Regions from separate parts of the Pan troglodytes genome. Here region 1 is linked to region 2. A link is a contact called in public Hi-C data. All regions are on one chromosome and are shown on one strand. Each heading gives the region's core, a stretch centred on a gene start, on an enhancer-like site or on the middle of the called end of the contact. The rest is flanking DNA. Distances are from core to core; before and after follow the strand shown. Region 1 holds the start of ZNF761 (zinc finger protein 761). Region 2 holds the start of ZNF665 (zinc finger protein 665).

Evidence for each region. A called contact is a pair of places that touch in the nucleus more often than the background predicts.
Region 1: a Hi-C map of induced pluripotent stem cells shows a contact between it and region 2, with 2.3 times the contacts expected there. The contact joins the promoter of ZNF761 here to the promoter of ZNF665 in region 2. A contact is called at or near these places in 1 of 7 Hi-C or Micro-C datasets (induced pluripotent stem cells) and 1 of 1 datasets of contacts at active chromatin or transcription factors (stem cell-derived excitatory neurons).

The regions. Positions count from the first base shown.
Region 1 is chr20:56,252,861-56,255,637 of NHGRI_mPanTro3-v2.0_pri, forward strand. ZNF761 (zinc finger protein 761) reads left to right here and starts at 1,436. Exons shown (of 10, transcript XM_054672595.2): 1 at 1,436-1,519; 2 at 1,698-1,819; 3 at 2,489-2,674. It also overlaps the pseudogene PANTROV1R-PS282.
Region 2 is chr20:56,029,424-56,032,246 of NHGRI_mPanTro3-v2.0_pri, forward strand. It overlaps ZNF665 (zinc finger protein 665), which reads right to left and starts at 1,551. Exons shown (of 5, transcript XM_054672588.2): 1 at 1,471-1,551.

The sequences.
Region 1 (2,777 bases), core at 186-2,685, 220 kb after region 2:
CTCATGAGTGGGGACTCCTGTGCATCCAAGCTTTGCTTTGCTTGGATAAGTAATACAAAACCCCCTAATCTTATCAGAAATATGTGAATTGGATATGTCTGTACAATGTTTATGTTTCTTCATTGATCTCTAGAGACCCATAAACACGGTTATGGAACGAGCCTTGTTAGTGCTGTGCTTGCCAGCAGGGGTCACTCTTTCCTTCTTTAACTCCTGATCCCTCCCTCCACCCACACCGCCCTGGAGCAGCTCTGTGGAAAAAGTGGAATCAGCTTAGAGGTTTTGGAGAGGAAGATACTGAAACGTAAACGATATAAGAAAGTCACGGTGCACAAATATACATACCTCATTTCTGTGTCCCTTGGAGCAGATGGGGGAATGTGCGCAGATGCGAAGCTCTTGCTGTAATTTATGTGACAAATAATAAAATATATGTTTTGTCAGATCCAGAAATCTCATGCCTTCAGCCAACATCCATAAACTGACAGTCTAACTTGTTGGCTTGTAAGTAAGGTAAAAATCTAAAACTGGCCAGGCGCGGTGGCTCACGCCTGTAATCCCAGCACTTTGGAGGGCCGAAGCAGACGGATTAACTGAGGTCGAGAATTTGAGACCAGCCTGACAAACATGGAGAAATCCCGTCTCTACTAAAAAAAAAAAAAAAAAAAAAAGGAAAAAGAAAAAAAATTATCCAGGCATGGTGGCACGTGCCTGTAATCCGAGCTACTTGGGAGGCTGAGGCAGCAGAATCACTTGAATCCAGGAGGCGGTGGTTGCGGTGAACCGAGATCGCGCCACACAACTCCATTCTGTGTGACAAGAGTGATACTCTGTCTCAAAAAAAAAAAAAAAAAATCTAAAACATTTTGCAATTTCTGATAGTTTTGGTGATGCTGAGACAGATATGACTTTGTGTAAGAGGAAGGTAGAAAGATTCTTCACTGGCGTGGTTAGCAGGCAGAAAATGGCTCTCTGGAACAAGCAACGAATTCTCACCCAAACTGAGGTGAAATGAGAGTAAGACTTCTCCATTCTTTTTTTTTTTGAGACGGAGTTTCATTCTTGTTGCCTAGGCTGGAGTGCAATGGTACGATCTCAGCTCACTGCAACCTCTGCCTCCCAGGTTCAAGTGATTCTCCTGCCTCAGCCTCCCAAATAGCTGGGATTACAGGCATGCGCCACCACGCCTAGCTAATTTTGTATTTTTTAGTAGAGACGGGGTTTCACCATGTTGTTCAGGCTGGTCTCAAACTCTTGACCTCAGGTGATGGGCCCACCTCAGCCTCCCAAAGTGCCGGGATAACAGGCTTGAGCCACAGTGCCCGACCAAGATTCCTCCATTCTATAACCCTTGAATGGGACTGTTGTCTGAGAGGGAGGATTGAAATGAACTGTCCGAATGTGATTTATCTGTTGTTCATTCTCTTCCTGGCAGGAGCAGGAAAGGACAAGGAGTCCCCGAAGCTGATACTGAGTTCATGGGGTTGAGCTGACAGCGGCCAACAGGCTGTCATAAACTGTAAGCAAACGAGGCTTGTTAGTGCTGTGCTTGCCAGCAGGGGTCACTGTTTCCTTCTGTACCTCCTGATCCCTCCCTCCACCCACACCGCACTGCAGCAGCTCTGGGGAAAAAGTGGAATCAGCTTAGACGTTTTTGGGAGGAAGACACTGAAAGTCCTACCTTTTTTTTTTTTTAGATGGGATCTCACTCTGTCGGCCAGGCTGGAATGCAATGGTGCCAACTTGGCTCAGTGCAACCTCCCCACCCCGGGCTCCAACAATCCTCCCATCTCAGCCTCTGAAGTAGCTGGGACTACAGGTGTGCCTCATCACCATGGACTATTTTTATTTTTGTATTTTGTAGAGGCAAGGTCTTGCCATGTTTCTCAGGCTGGTCTCAAACTCCTGGGCTCAAGTGATCTGCCCACTTGGGCCTCCCAAAGTGCTGGGATTACAGACATAAGCCACCGTACCTGGCCTAAAACTCTTTTACTCCTGTTGCATGCAAGGATTTAAGTCACCAACCCACGTGGTTTCCGGGAAGAAGGGTCAGTAGGTGCAGGAGTGGGTGAAGGTGCTAAGGATGGTGGGGTGAAGTGTGGCTGCAAACAGGCAGAAAGAGACAAGCTTCTGACCCTGAATAGTCACCAAATGCTGGGTGGTGCAATGCTAAGAATGCAGCACAGGCCGGGCGTGGTGGCTCACGCCTGTAATCCCAGCGCTTTGGGAGGCCAATGTGGGTGGATCATGAGGTCAAGAGATCGAAACCATCCTGGCCAACATGGTGAAACCCTGTCTCTACTAAAAATACAAAAATTAGCTGGGCATGGTGGCATCTCTTTGTCTGTGTCTTTATTTATTACAATCTCTCATCTCCGCATACAGGGAGACTACCCGCTAAGCCCCGTAGGGCTGGACCCTATATGAAACACAGAGTTCACCATTCTGAGTATATCATTCAAGTTATTTTCCTATTTTCCTTCCGCAGGTTCTAGCACGTATTAACACCGTGTGTCTAAAGTCATTCCTGCTGGTCATCTGGAGGAATCTGAGAAGGGGCAGGTCTTTCTTCTGACTCTCAGAGCAGCACTCTCTACAGGACAGGGCCGGGCACCCCCTCTCAAGCCCAGTCTGATCCACCGACAGAGTCCGTTATCTCCTGTCCGGGGAAGAGGTGGGCCTCTCTCCATCCTGGGAGGAGCTCTGAACTTCTCCTTCATCCAGGGATGGGCCCCAGGGACCCACCAGTGGGGCTGGGAGAAGCCCCCCTCAGCAGG
Region 2 (2,823 bases), core at 301-2,800:
AAAAAAAAATTTGTTAGATTATGGATACAGAAATCAATATATCATGATGTAATTATCCATATCCAATGAAACCACCATGCATCTGGGCCATAGTCCCCCTCTTTCTTCCTTCCTGTGTGTTTCCCTCCCTCATTCTGTACATCTCTCTCATTCTCTTCTTCTCTCTCCTTGTTTCTTTTCTGTGTTTCAGCCTGGGTCTCTGCTCCTCATTTTGAGCCCCTCTCTTCTCCTGCTGTTTCTCCTTCCCTCTATTCCTTCTCTTCCACTTGTTCTGCTCCATTCTTGCAACTTGTTTCACCTCTTATTCCTCTTTCACCCCAGTCTTTTGGTTGTCCCCAATCTCCATATATTTCTGCCTCTTTCTTCCCTTATCTCTGCTCTCCCTGTTAAATCCCCTCTTCCCTGTTTCACTTCCTTGTCCCCACTCTTTGGCACCCCCAGATCCCAGGTCTCCCCCTGCTGTGGTTCTCCCTCTGCTCTCCTTGTCACGGGCTGCCCCTTCTTGCTGTCCCAGCACCACGCTGCTCTGTCTGTCCTGGCTCCAAATACCCGCTCCTCTCCCTAACTCTCTGTCTGAGGAGCTGCCCCTCTCCCTACCTTGCTGTCCTTCATCTCTCTAGACATCGAGCTTTTCTCTACATTTCTCCAGTTGTTTCTCCATCCCGTTACTTTCTCAGCGACCTCTTTCGCCCTTACTGTCTCTGCAAATCCTGACCCATCCTCTACTTTGCCATGTTTATTGGTTCCCCTCATTCTTTCCTCTGTCTCCGTTTTTCTACTTTTCTCTCAGCCCCTCTCTCTGTCTCCTGATCCCCTTGGCCCACACATTCACAGGGAGGGTTTGGAGTAAGACACCTGGATCCTGGAGGAGCACATTTTCCAGCGGGTGGAGCTGGGCAGGCAAGAACACCGGGTATCACAGGACAAGCCCCGGGCACCTCCCCAGCGCGGGCTCAGGGGAAACGGTGACTGCGAAGGGGAGGCCTAGGGAGCAGCAGGGCCCCGCACGAGGAGGAGAGAGGTGGGGGGCGACAGCGCCTTAGGAGAGGGGTGGGGTATGCAGGATCCCAGAACCAGGCAGAGGCGCGGCCTCCCCGGGACTGGGGCTGCGGCGCTAACGCTCCAGTAACCGACTAGGGCGAGGTTAGGGGACGGTAAAATCCTGCACCCACTTCGCAGATGAGGACTTCACAGGGCGCAGGGTTTTAAGTAAAGGGTTTTAAGCAGGAAACGGCGCAGGAAAGGAGGTGTCTGCATGGTCTGAAGGCCGAAAGACCGCGGGCAGGACCAGCCTGTGTGATTTTAACCCAAAGCGATGCGACCCCCAGAGTCTCGCGGCAACGTCTGAATTTACATGGAATGGAGGGAGCCGTGCGGGGACTTTAAGGGCTATAGGAACCCCCGGACATCGGGTACGGAGGAGCAGGGGACTCCGAAACGCAGGTTTAATCTAGATAGAGGGAAACTCACGCGGCGACTAACAGCCTTCACTCCAAGAGATCTGCTTCCGGGTTTGCAAGAAACTGCCCGCGCAGTAGGCAAAGGGGCGGGTTGCGGTGGGGAAAGGCCGGGCGTTGGGAGGGACTGAGAGCATAGGGTGGGCGGGGCCGGGGCGGGGCCTGAACCCAGGAGGCGGAGGTTGCAATGAGCCGATATCGCGCCATTGCACTCCAGCCTGGGTGACAGAGTGAGACTTCGTCTCTCCTAAAAAAAAAAAAAAACAAAACTTAGGCTATCTAAAAGTTTAACCAATGGCCAGTAATATAAGCAATCATGCATATGTAATGAAGGCTCCATAACAACCCAAAAGGAGAGGATTCAGCGGAGCTTCTGGATAGGTGAACACTGGGAGGCTCCTGCAGCGTGGTGCACCCAGGGAGGGCACCAAGGCTCAACGCCCCTTCTCCCATGCCTCACCTCACTGATCCCTTCCATCTGGCTGTTCTTCTGTCAACTTTGTAATATCCTTTATAATACGTAAATCTATGTAAAGTGTTTCCCTGTATTTTGTGAGCCACTCTAGCAACTTCGTTGAACCTGAGGAGGGGGTCAAGGGACTCCTGGATTTATATCTGATCTGTAAGCACAAGTCACAACCTGTGCTTGTGACTGGCATTGAAATGTGTGCACTATTGTGGGACTGAGCCCTCAACGTGTGGGATCTGATGCCATGTCCCGGCAAAATGGAACGGAATGAGAGAACACGCACCTGGTGTCTGTGGCAGGATTGCTTGCTTGGTGTGTGTGGGAAAACCCAGTACCTCTGGGCTAACGGTAGCATTCTGTGTTGTGAGAGAACAGTAGAAGAAACTGAATCAGTGTTTCCTATATTCTTAAATACGAATATGTGAGGTTTTTTTTTTTTTTTTTTTTTTTTTTGACAAGAGTCTAGCTCTTGTCGCCCAGGCTGGAATGCAATGGCATGATCTCGGCTCACTGCAACCTCCGCCTCCCGGGTTCAAGCGATTCTCCTGCCTCAGCTTCCCGAGTAGCTGGGATTACAGGTGCCTGTCACCACGCCCGGCCAATTTTTGTATTTTTAGTAGAGATGGGGTTTTGCCATGTTGGCCAGGCTGGTCTCGAACTCCTGACCTCGTGATCTGCCCGTCTCGGCCTCCCAAAGTGCTGGGATCTCAGGCGTGAGCCACCGCGCCCGGCGTGAAGGCATTTTTGAGCAAGTTATGTCTCCCTAATTCTGTTTTATTGTACTTTTCCCTAACTAGTTATAATAGCCTCTAAATCTGTGTGGAGTTTTCAGTTTTGTGGACAATACAATAAATAGACAAATAAAAACCCAAACACAAGCTGATCTCTATAGAAGTG